Regions from separate parts of the Gossypium hirsutum genome. Here region 2 is linked to region 1. Evidence: chromatin contacts called from public Hi-C data. All regions are on one chromosome and are shown on one strand. The core of a region is the stretch at or near the end of the contact, and the rest is flanking DNA. Distances in the headings are between cores, read along the strand shown. Region 1 holds the start of LOC107897666 (probable inactive receptor kinase At5g10020). Region 2 holds the start of LOC107897635 (programmed cell death protein 2-like).

Region 1 (6,987 bases), core at 2,615-5,114:
AGAGTAGCTTTATATAGAGTTCCATGGCTGCCTCTGCCAAGAACTTCTGCTGGAGCTCGAGATAACTCCTCAATAGTGAATTTTAAAGAAGTATCCAGAAAGAACAATTCTCCAACCAAACGATCTGGTGAGTACACATCCAATATCGCAGGCTGTTCACATGATTCTATAAAATGTGGCGATGATGGTAATGGAGAGCCTGGGGAGGATTTCCTCCCAGATGTTGTTGGCTCATTATCTACAAGATTAGTATTCACATATGCTGAAGAGGTTGTGGCTCTCTCAGGTGCATCATGCTCAACAATTTCAGCAACAAATTCTTGCTGTCCAGACAATGACCTAGATTTTGAAGTAAGCAAGTGATCATTTGAAAAGCTCAACGAAGTTTGTGGTGTTTGAACATTAGAGTGGAACTTGAAAACAGAAGGTCGTGAAAACCCGCCCAACTTAGCATCACCTACAGTAGTCGTTTCACTAAATCCACTTCTTCCACGAAATTCTTTAACTTGCGCTCGGTGATAAGCCAATAATACAAAAACAATCATTACAGCAGCTACAACTGAGCCAACAATAATTGATACTCTAACATTGCTCTTTGAGTTATGATGTCCTGCATGATCAGGGGGCTGAACTTGAGCAGAGTTTGCTGACGGCATGCCATGAGGGAAAATTAGCAACCTGTTTCCTGGAGAAAATGAAGATCGAGGGAAGCCTCTCAAATTTTCAGGAATAGGACCTGAAAGATCATTATAGGACACATTAAATCCATTAAGATCGGTCGAAAGCCTGTCAGGGATTTTTCCTTTAAAGTTGTTTCCAGATAAATCAAGGTATTCCAGATTACTAAGTTTGCTTAATTCACTAGGCAACTGGCCTGATAAGTCATTGTCTGCAAGATTCAGCAGTTTGAGGGCAGCTATATTACCAATCTCTGAAGGCAAACCACCAGTCAAAGAATTGTAGGAGAGATCAAGAGACTCCATTTGCAGATAAGATGACATAACAAGTAATTCATTAACACGTGAACCTTGAATAGGAATTGCTCCACTTAAATGATTTCCTGAAAGATTCAGGCTTTTCAATGTTGTAGAAGTGAAGAAACTACCAGGAATAGGCCCAGTGAGTTGATTAAAACTGAGTTCAACAACAGATAATCTTGGAGAGGTAACCAATAGAGGAGGCAATGCACCGGTAAGGGAATTATTCCTAAGATTTAAGGTGTTTAAGTCTTCAAAGTGAGACGAGTTTGACAGGCTTCCTGACAACTTGTTTGAACTCAAGTCAAGAATAACCAAAGAGGCTTCCCAGTTCTCCATAACAGATATGTCACCAGAGATCGTGTTGCCACTTAAATCGACTATTTCACAGCTTCTTAGAGATGAAGGCAAATCACCAGACAACTGATTAGAAGAAAGGTTCAGAACTTTCAAAGTTGTAGAGTTAATTACACGCACTGAACCTGTACAGATTTTGAAAGATATAAAATATCAGATAAATTCGGATTTCAGTACATTCAGATGGGCTCAGGAGAATTTCAGTGAGATGTAAAATATCAAATAACTTCAGATATGCATTCAGCAAATGGGCACAGGAGAATTAGTGCAACATTAATTTACTCAAAGGACAAACACTATAGGGATTCAAGGTTGACATAGCAAGAATATTTACCATCAATGTAACACTAACACAAAGACTAAACTACTGGTTTCTGCTACAGTTAAATGTTTCATTTATGACACTCAGTGATTCGCATTTGTCAGATATCCATGTACATAAAATCTTCTGCATTGACTAAATCACTACAACAAAACACAAGAAGATTAGAGCATATCAGAAGGTGAATAATTGATACACTCCTTGAATCCCCTTAAGCAAGCATTGTATTTCATTTGAAGTAGTCTTGAGCATGTTTATGACGCAAGAAGAGTGCATCACACTTTCATCGAAAGGCAAACAGTGCATATAAAGCAACAAACAAACAAAAACACTTTCCTTCGTTTACACTCTAGAGCTTACAGGAACAGCCATGATGCCTTTTTATTTTGAACTTTCGTATTTTAAAGATCCCACAATTGTTTTATTGCAAGATGGAATATTCAACTTTACATTCAAGTAACCAACATGACTCAAGAATCTTTTTTCCCCCCAAGTTTTTTAAGACCATGAATTACAAAGAGCTTACAATCTGACTAAAGGATCACTATTACACTCAAAACTCAATCCCCAAAACTCATGAAATAAAAGAGAGTAGCACTCCATGAAATCACTTCAAGTTCGTACAATTCTAATAAAACTCAAATATTAGACAAGACAACTAGTAAGTACATATTTCAAACCAAAAAGGCACAAAAAAGGGACGTGCATGTTTAACTAACATTACTTTCTCTGGACACAAAAAAGACATTGCTTTCATGGAAAATCATACTCCATAAAATTAAATATTAGCATTAATTTGTATCGTCAAATAGCATCTATCAACAATTAGTAGCCCATTGACTACATAGTCAAACTTCATTATAAAATATAAATAAACAGAAAAAAAGGAAACGTAGACAAAAAAAGCAGTACCAGTAAATCCATTGCGACTGAGATCCAACTCTTCCAGCGGAACAGAGCCCTCTAACAACTCCACTGGCACCGGGCCGAAGAGCTGATTTGTTCCCAACCTCAAAACGCGTAAACCCGGCAAAGACCCGAAACTTGGCAACGACCCAGCAATCAAATTATCACCCAAATCCAAAACTTGCAATTTCTTAAACAACCCAATCGCTTCCTCTTTGAAAAACCCACCATTCAACTGGTTATGACTCAAGTTCACAAAGCGCGCTGTATTGGCCAAACTAGACACATTTTCAACTGCCACAGACAGGCCCCCATAAAACGCGTTATAACTTAAATCAACGTGTTCAACATTCCTTAACTCAGTGAATAACTGGCCTATATCGCCTCGAAGCGCATTGTTGTGTAAATCTAACACTCTTAATTGCTGTAAATTTCGGAACCCAGCCGGTAACCCACCGTCGAACTTGTTACCCGACAAATTCAAGTAATTTAACTCGTAAAGGTCCATGATCCGGCCAGGGATCGTGCCGATGAACTGATTATTGGACAGATCCAAATGTTGCAGAGAGGTTATCGACCCCAATGCGGGTGCGACCCGACCCGTGAAAGCGTTACCTGACAAGGAGAGGTTTTGGAGGTTCTTGAGGGGAGTGAGAGTGTGGAACTTGAGGTCTCCGACAAGGCCGAGACGATCTAAGTTGAGGGAAACGATAGAATCAGAATTCGGGTCGCGGGTGACGCCGGTCCATGAAGTAGGGTCGGGTCGGGAATCCGGATCCCATACGGAGAGTACCTTATCAAAGGGATCGGTTTTGATGCCTTTTTTGAACTCGAGTAAAGATCGGAGCTCCGACGGGTCGAAGCCAGATGCAGAGGCTACTCCCGAAAACAACAGTAACAAAAGAAGATAAGAAGAGAAAGCGAAAGAAATAGGGAGATTCATTTAATTCATTGATTAGAAAACCCAGCAACTGAAGCTTTTGCGTGACAGACAAAGAGCAAGTTAGGGTTTTCAAAGGAGAGGGGAAAAAAACCTCAACGCGATTTGTTTTTTTTACTAAATTCAACAATGGGGGGGGGGGGGTAGGGGATAGAGTTAGAGAAAGATGGCTGGTGGGAAAATGGTAAGTACAGTCTGTAAAGGCCTTACAACTTACAACCTTAGCTAAGAAAGAGAAAGAGGGAGAGAAATTGTCGATTTTCTTTCCATTTTTATTTTCTTTCGGATTTTGGTTTTGCTTGCAGGAGATATATGATAATATGCTAATAATCTTAGTTGCCCCCGCTATTCTTTAATCTTTTCTTTATTAGCTACTACTAACTGATGTTGCTTTCCCCCAAATCTCGCTCACTTGTTAGAACTTACGTGTTTTTTTGCTAAATTACACTCATGGTACTCAATTATTACTAAATTTATACTTTGATTACTAATTTATGAAAACTTACAATTTAATCATTTAATTAATCGAAATTTATCATTTAACTTATCTCTTTATTAACTTGCTGCTTAATCACTATTCCTCATTATACTACTAATTTTTTTACCCATGTGTATTACTTAAAATATATTAAAATATTTTTTTTAAAATTTAAACGTTTCACTTAGAATTTTATAAAAAGTATTTAACAAAATAAATGTTTCATTAATTAGTTTGAATATATGATATTAAAATGATTTAAAAATTAAATATATTTTTTTATGTTCTTATATATAAAAAAATTAACATGAAATTGATAAAGAGTTTATAATTTAAATAAACAAATGTGATGTTATCTTTATTTCAATGATTTATAAATTTGATTGATTAATTCAATTTAATTAAAGTAAATATAAAAAATTAAAAATAAAGGTATATTAAGTGTGTATTAATTAAATTTTATGTTCTTGGCTCGGCTTAAATTTAATTAAATAATTTTTTTATTTTTTATTTAAATTTAATTATAAAATATATAAAATTATATATTTTATTATTTTAATATTGTAAATTATTAAAAAATGAAATAAAGGTAAATCAAATTCTCTTTTTATGAAAGATTACACCATTATTTTATTATTTGCTAAAAATAGGTAAAATAATATTTTTTTTCTTATTTAAAAAAACAAATGTAGATTAAAATAATAGTTACTTTATTGTACTTATTGATTAATATAAATTATTATTAAAATATTTGTAAAAATAAAACCCACATTAAATATAATTAAAAAAATATTTTAAAACTCTCTATATTATTTCCTTCACTAAATAAAACAACCTCTCAAATGTCTTTTAAATTTTGCATTTGCATGTAGTTATTATCATTTTTATTATTAATATATAATTTTGGAATTCTAATTATATTATTTCAAAATTTTAAAATTAATATTGATTTGATTTTAAAATTACCAATATTGCTTAAAAGATTCTTACTTGAATCCTATTAATTTAATAGTTTATATTGTTTAAAATGGAAAAAGGGTAACTGCTCAATTCTCATGTCTTCTCTCTGTGAAAACGCTGGTAATGAGGATTCATCTGTAGAAGATTTAATTTCTAAAAAAGTTCGATTCAGAGATAAAGATGAGATTATGGACAGTGATATGCTGATCGATCTATCCACTGAACAATAGATCTCTTGGAGAGACAAGCTTGTAGGGTATCCTTCCAAAACTGTTAGTAATGGCTCAGAGGAAAAGGAAGACTTTGACTTCCTGGAAAGAGACATATAGAAGTCTCCTATAAATGGGGTTCCCTCTATTAATTATTCGAATAGGATCCATCAAATTCTCATCAAAGGTATGGATAATTGACAAACCATAAAAGTAACATGTTTTAATCCCATGCTTGACATGTTTTTGGATGATTTATTATGTGAATTAGTGAATTTGATGCTCCTAATCCTTTAAATTTATGTTTTCATACTTAGTTGAGCATAAGGAAGTGAAAGGAGCGAAAAATGGGCCAAAATCGGACAAAAAAGCTATTTTCAAGAACCACACGGCCTGGGCACTTCCACATGGGCTGGGCACACGCCCATGTGAGCCACACGAGTTGGCCACATGCCCCTGTGCTAGCCCATATTGATTTCGAATCCTGCTTCTCTTTTATGCGAAAAAAACCTAATTTTTAGGGTTTCTGAGCATTCCAAAGTTTATAAATACATATTAAAAGAGGACTAAAGGGAGGACGCAGAGTAGAACGAAGAAATTACTTGAAGAACACCACCAGAATCAACTTAGAAGTAATCTCCTTTAAGATTGAAAATCTCCATTCAAATTTCCTTAGTAGTTTTATTGGATTTCTTATGTCTTGTTGTTATTCTAATTTTGAAATGTTTCCGTCCCAGATTATAAACTAAATTCCCTAGATATCTAGGGAAGATGAAACCTATGATGGATCTTATTATTTTATTTTCTGAATTATATGATAAATACTTGATTCTTGTTCTCAATTATGCATGTTTATTTCTTACTTTAATATTTTTAGGATATTAATTCAAGTGTGATGTGCTTATTTTAGTGGAGCAAAAGTCCTTGTTTAATAGTAAATTTGGCATAATTGAGTGAAGTTGCATGCAATCCTAGAAATAGAATGAAAAAAATCTACAAGATTAGAGTCAAATCTAATAGGGGAATCCACAGATCGAGTTAATGCGACAATAGGGGTTTTAATTAGAAAGAGATTTCAGTTAATCAACCTAGAGTCAGTTGTTAGAAAGAGATTTCAATTAATCAACCTAGAGTTAGTTGTTCTTACTCTCGAAAGAGATATTAACATAATTTAGGTATTTCTACGATCAAGGCACAAGTGAATAAATTGTTTAATTCAAATTCAGAATAATAGGTGAAGTCTAGGTGGATTTTTTCTTGGGTATTGTTGTAACTCCCCAAACTCGACCTAGAAGTTAGGCCCGAATCTGGCATGTCATTTTGAAGTGTTTTTCGAAAACCATGTTCTCATTGAAAACCCTTCTTACTATTTAAAACCTCTGGCCATTTTAAAACTTATGAAACGTTAATTCCCTTAAAACCTTTCTTGTTGTGGAAGCTTAATTTTAAACAGTTGAGGAAACGTGATATTTTGAAAACCAATTGTTGTTTTGGAAAACCGCGTCCTACTTTTAATAGATATTAAGCGTACTAAATAAATTTCCCAAATAAAAAGTTAAGAAAGTAAAGAAGCCTTAATACAACCCAAATTAAAAACCAATGTGCTTAACTAAATAAACGAAATAGAAAACATGTGCAGTTGTGTGGTCGTCTCCGAGTCCCTCTGCGACACCGATCCACCTAACGCTGGGATTACCTGCACAATTAATAAACGGGGTGAGTTTATGAAAACTCAGTGTGTAATCCCCTCCTAAACTAAAACAGTTAGTAAATAGAAAGAGTTTAGAATTAGTCTAAGCCGGAGCCCATTACAGTAACAGAACAATGTGTGTGGGCCA
Region 2 (6,284 bases), core at 3,007-5,506, 730 kb before region 1:
CTTTGAATTCAAACCAGAAAGATGGATTACCGAGAAAGGAGGGATCAAACATGAGCCATCATACAAGTTCATGTCATTCAATGCAGGGCCAAGGACATGTTTAGGAAAGGATGTGGCTTTTCTTCAGATGAAAGCCGTGGCATCTGCTATTATTTATAACTATCGTATTCATGTATTGGGAGAAACTCCAGTTGTTCCAACTGTATCCATTATCCTGCGCACCAAAGATGGACTGATGACTAAGATCTCCCCCAGATGGGACTAGATGCATCACAGCCGCTTGAAAGTTGAAATTCTATTATTTATAAATAAAATCATAAATACTTTCTTGAGTTGGTGACATCAAATTCAATCAAAGACTTCGTTTATAGATAGATGATGATTAAAGAGAGTAGTCCAGTAAGTAGTCCAGTAAGCCATGTAGAAAGATCCTTGTGCAATTTAATGCCATGAAAACCATCTACATAGGATAACAGAAGAATTTAAGTAATAAACTAAAGCAAACCAATGATCATGATACAAAATTTGATACCTCTCATCGATCTTCAACCAATGCATAACACTCCGTCGGAGATAATAATGACACACTCTAGATTTGTCAAGGGCATAAAATAAATCAGTAAACTTTCAGGATCATTGTAGGTTCATCTCTGTATGCATGGAAGCTGCTCAACATAGATTAAAGACTGAAAGAGTTCCGATTCACACAAATGTTTGACAAAAATTGTAAATCATGAGAAATAGCGTTGAAGACACTCATTTAAGGGCTTATCGAATTGCACGATAACAGTCTCCTCTACGACAAACCATTGACCATGGCCATGGATGGACTTCTCTTCATCAAATGAATTAGAACAGCTCTGCAAAGAGATATATATCACATGGTGAATAGAAGGCTTTTTCCACTCAAAACAAGGAAAAAGGTAAAAAGAATCTGCAGTCTTAAGCAGAATGGTTGATCTCATAAGTAGTTAAAACTTGGGGCCTAAGGAACAATTATCAGTTTAGAAAGCATAGCAGATATTGTACTAAAGTTAAGAAACCCAGTAGCTCTTTGATATAAATTCTGAGCTAAATGATCATAGTAATAACAAACAGAACAAGCCATTTTTCTTTTCTTTTTTTCTCACCTTGGAACAGGTATTGACAACAAGAGTCAGCCAGTTCCAGTTCTCCAGAGAACCTTTATGACAATCATCAACTTCCTGCAGAAAATATATTAATGGGGGCATAAGCTGCAGTTCAAAGTGCCTTGATGCACCACAAAGTCCGCAGTTCCCAGCATTATCCACCTCTGTTGTAGCCAGAAGAGGTTTCCCACCGAATGCATATCTGAGAACATAAAGATCCGTAACAAACTTAACACTCTATTTGAGACATCAAGATATCAAAACTTAATTTTTCTCCATTTTCCCCTTCTACTTGCAGAAAAGAATGATAATGTGTAACAGTGCCCAAATCAAATTACAAATGGAATCAGTGTAAACTTTGCGGTAATCTGGGTGATAACAAAGTGATTGCTTCCCAATTTTCTTTTGGTTACATTCTCCTTTCGTTTTGGTGACAGTAAGTCATAAAAGCAGATAAACTTGACCAGGGATTCCTTGAGAAGAAAAGAAAAGGTTAACCGCATTGCAAGACCTTTTCAGAAATATTGTATATGACCTTAAATTTCGAGTACATTCATTATTCTATTTTTTTTATGAACTTTTAGAGCCATAACAAAGGGCTAGCAACAAAGAAACAATGAATATACAATAAGGAACAATATGCATCATTCTAGCTTTGCATTAATACTGGTGACAGTAATGAGAGGTCGTCCATATATGCCAATTTATAAAAGGGTTTCCGGCATAGACATTCAACAAATAACCCTAAATTACCTAAAACATTGCTCTGGAGAAGCATCCAATTGTTTTTTGAACTTGAGATAAGTCCTGTCAGCATTCAGAGCCTTATCATATTCATAATTTTCAGCTTCCCATGTTTCTTCTTGTCCATGATCATCAACATCACCTTCTTTCTCCTTGACCGAAAGTGACAAGTGATTTGAACACATAGAAGAAAAATCCTTTGATGATGGTTCTGCCTGACTATAAATGTAGAAGCATGGCATCACTGCAATAAAGGAACAAAATGAATCCAGCAAGACTTTTAGCACAACAAAATTAGTATACAAACAACATGAAGAAAAGAAACTTAGATCGCAATTTAAAGCAACTTTAAAATCAAAATGCAACACCCCAGACCCAATACAAGATATATATGAAACAGAAAGAATGAGACTGCAGTGTTTGCCACAGTGTAGAGAAGAACTTGGCTGTGATGTGATTATTAGCATCGACGACACTTAATTGTAGAACAGATTGTAGAGTTTAAGCTATCACATGCAATCATACATCATATAAGGGCAACCTCACCTGGTGTATCAGTATCAACCCCTCTTGTTTGTGCAATTAAAGACAAAGAATGCTTCACAGCACCCTCAGAATTCCGGTTGCTACTTGTCTTCTTGGGCTCAGAACTCAAGCTTGCCACTTCAGAAAATGCTCTACTCAAGTCCTCCAAATCCAAATCTTCATTATCCTCATCACTCAAATTCTCCCACCAGTTAGTTTTTGGAACAGAAACAAGAGATGAAGCTGAAGGAGCTTTATCCAGAGTAGCAGCGGAGGATGATTCCTTTGATTCATTTTCCACTTTCTGAATCCGAAGAGCTCGCCAACTATATAATTATATTTCATTAATTAAAGTATACATCTAAGTAGCCATTATTCTCATACTACAAGCACTGGTGTGTGATGGGCACAAGGTGCATTATAAGCACTAGTTAACTTTGCCTTAGGCGCAACGCACAAGGCAAAAAAAAGCACTAGCCTGAGAAAAGTAATGTGCAATATGTAAATGTGTGAACTTTTATATGTAATATAAAGCTTGAGATTTATAATAAACTCTAAAGTCTGGTCTAGTTTATCTACAAAACATGCATTTTTTTTATTGGTCAATATACTTGATTTCCTTATGGTCAATGTCTATTGTTGAATACTCAAATATTAAGAAGTATTAGAGTCTGGTACTATCCTCTTTTTACTAAGGCATATCTAACGAAAAAAAGTGAAAATTAAAAGAAATTAAGGATAACTTCAATTAGGAAGGCTTTTTTAATGGCTATCGCCTTACAAAAATAGGTGCCTACGTGCAGTAGGTGTGCGCCTGATTAAATGGACTTTTCCTGAAAGGGTCTAAGGCGATTTTGCTGTCCAGTGCCGCAGGCGCACCTAAGAACACGCCTTGACAACACTGACTAAAAGAGAACATAACACCTATGCAGTTAAAAGAATCATGTTTCAATGATAAACAAGGGTCAAACAAACAAATCAGAGAAACAACCTGAGAGAAGAGCTACCACAATTTGGTGCCACACAACCAAAAACAAGAAGTAGACGGTCTTCTACGTTCAAAGTTCCACTTGAAACTGGAGCATAAACCTTAACAGGAATTTAGCCAAATAATATAATTTATTGGATTCAAATGTTAAAAGTTTTGTCGACAATAACAGGAAGAAAATGCATTAGAGTTAGAATAAGAAAAACCTGAGCAACAAGACAGAGTTTACTTCCACATTGTGTGCAGTGAATAAGTGTAGGGTTGAACTTCAAAGCCTCTATAGGAAGAGGCCAATCCTGTTAAAAGAACAAAGTTGAAGGTATAGAAAAACATAACCCAGAAAAAAAAAACTAACTGTTGATGTCCTCTGCTAGGTTTAGCTGAGTAGATGTCTAAGGAAAAGGCTGAAGGCTAGTGAGGGAGCACAAAAGCTTTAAATATCCTCCGAACCCACACTAATTTAAGGATCAAAAGACGACCCAAAATCCGAACTACATTAACCCATGTGTTTGTAGATAGCCTTCTTCATGCTTTGCTTGAAAACCCACAAAGATTGATTTACTCAGCTGAAGGGCTTGAACTAGCAGAGGACATGAATACATATGAAGATGAAAAGAGGGAGAAGGAGAAATACAGGAAGTCCACCAATTTTGGTAGTGTAATGATCAGAGGGCTCACGGTTATCCTCAGCCCATGGCCCTGGCAAGCCTAGCACAACCCTACTCATCAAGCTTTCAAATAGCGATGTAAACTGATGCCTTCGAAAAAAAAAAAAAGGTTTCTCCACAACCAAGTCAACAGAGACGGAGAGAAAGTATGAGATGGGAGTGAGTCGGGAAATGTTAGAGATATATAAGTTTGGTTAAACTAAAAAAAATAGTGATTTATGCATTATTTAAATTAGACTTATTGGGTAAGTTACTCCTCCAGCGCACGTCCAGATTTTAAAAAAAAATTGGTAAAAAATATTAAAGTTTGATAAAAAAAATTCAAAAAAAAATTAACTCTTTTTAAAATACGAGTTAGATTCGAGCTTGATTGTTTAAGGTTTAAATAAATTTGATCTATTTTTAATATTATAATAATTTATATTATGCTATTTATAATACATTAAAAAATAAATTTATACTAAATATATAATATTACTTTAAACATTAAAATAATGTTAAGATGATTATATAAAAAATTTTAATAAATAAAAAAATATTAATATTAAAATAATATAATATAAATATTTTTAAAATATAATATGGACGGACTTAAAATAGACTTGGGTTAATCTTTTGGAAATATGAGCGGGTTTGAGTAAAATTTTAGCAAAATTCTAGGCCCATATTTCGGGCTGGGCCAAGCTTGGGCAAGTATAAAGTATATTAATATCATGCTTAGATCCAACCCAAATCTAACCCGATCCGACCCATGAACACATCTAGTTTAAACTAAGTTTTGGTCACCAAAATTTAATTTCAGTAACATTATCGATTTGTAACATTTTAATTATTATGTTGTTATTTGACATTAAAGATATGATGGAAGTATCATATGACAAATAGTATCACTAAATGCCAACATGTTTTCTACGTGTAACACGCCATGCTCGACCCGTCTGTCGGATCCGGGTATAGAGCGTCACAAATGGACCTATGCTTAATAATTGCTAGCTTAACTGCTATAAAACAGTCTAAATTAAAATTATAAAATTTAAAAATAATAGTTCTTATAACTAAGGCCTTAAGCCACCAAATGCTTAGTCTCTTATATTCTTATCTCTAATATGATTTTTTTATTTACAATGGCCATTTTACAAATCTTAAACCTTAACTAAAGACTATGTGTCCTAAAATCCAAATTCTAATTGTGCTATCGGGCTTCATCGTTAATAATCCTATGGGGAAGCCTCCAATTGTATCCTTTTCCTATGTGCATGACTCGATCCAACAATGATCCTTGATCTTCACTTTACCTGGTTTAGTTCCTCTTCTTAGTCCTCGATCACCCTCACAAGTCCTGTGAACATTAGTTAACTTCGTAAGTTCGATTGAACTTAGTGAGTTCCTATACCGATCATGATTAACCCTATCACAGAAGGGTAAACAATCGTAAAATAAATTAAATATAAATTTACTCCCTGTTCACTTATGACAAGTTTACCTTGTTAGGGTGGCGGGCTCCATCCAATCCTTCGAGCTACTTGGCTTGCTATGAAACTTTCCTCTAGTCGAATTCTTTGCTCGACTGTATCCCTGACACTTCGCTATCTCGACAAATTCATTCCTTACTTCTCATATCCCTGACATTTCTTATTTTTTTTTCTCATGTTCCTACGAACAGAGCCCGTGTTTAATGTCCCGATGGACTTTACTTGTTTTGTGTTTACTATCCCAGTAGACTTACTTTGTTTCGTGTTTACTGTCCTGATGGATTTACTTTGTAGATGCCATGGAGTCATACATCCATGATCTTATACTGATCTGCCCTCCCGACGTACTATCTTGTGATGCCATAGAGTTTTTAATCCATGGTCTTACTCATTGAATTTAGTTTTTATAACGTCTTTCATCTATGGTCTTACATCGCATACTTTATACCATTTACCTTGATGTCATGGTGTCTTTCATCTATGGTCTTACACCATTATCATTACCATGTATAATGCAACCATGACATCTTTCATCCATGGTCTCATGCTATGTACTTTATACCAGACTACCATAGCCTCTTTCATCTATTGTATTACGCCATATACCGTCATTATAGTGTTACCCTAAAGGACCAATCGATACGGTCGTCTCGGTAAATACCATTCCATTATCTCATTTCCCAAATCCTCCTATCATTACCTCATTTACACAACCTAACCTTGATGGTCGAACACTCAAGTGTTCTCTCTGCCAGGT

What was found. Hi-C and Micro-C count contacts between places; a contact is called where the count stands out from the background.
Region 2: a contact with region 1 is called in a Hi-C map of leaf, with 5 times the contacts expected there. The contact joins the promoter of LOC107897635 here to the promoter of LOC107897666 in region 1. A contact is called at or near these places in 3 of 34 Hi-C or Micro-C datasets (hypocotyl and leaf).

The regions. Positions count from the first base shown.
Region 1 is chrA11:38,218,814-38,225,800 of Gossypium_hirsutum_v2.1, reverse strand. It overlaps LOC107897666 (probable inactive receptor kinase At5g10020), which reads right to left and starts at 3,864. Exons shown (of 3, transcript XM_016823191.2): 1 at 2,569-3,864; 2 at 1-1,459. The coding sequence starts at 3,505.
Region 2 is chrA11:38,953,622-38,959,905 of Gossypium_hirsutum_v2.1, reverse strand. It overlaps LOC107897635 (programmed cell death protein 2-like), which reads right to left and starts at 4,256. Exons shown (of 8, transcript XM_041081950.1): 1 at 4,022-4,256; 2 at 3,594-3,683; 3 at 3,391-3,488; 4 at 2,421-2,725; 5 at 1,884-2,118; 6 at 1,131-1,332; 7 at 533-860; 8 at 348-460. The coding sequence starts at 4,114. The coding sequence ends at 732. LOC107897629 (alkane hydroxylase MAH1) reads left to right here. Exons shown (of 1, transcript XM_016823146.2): 1 at 1-332. The coding sequence ends at 265.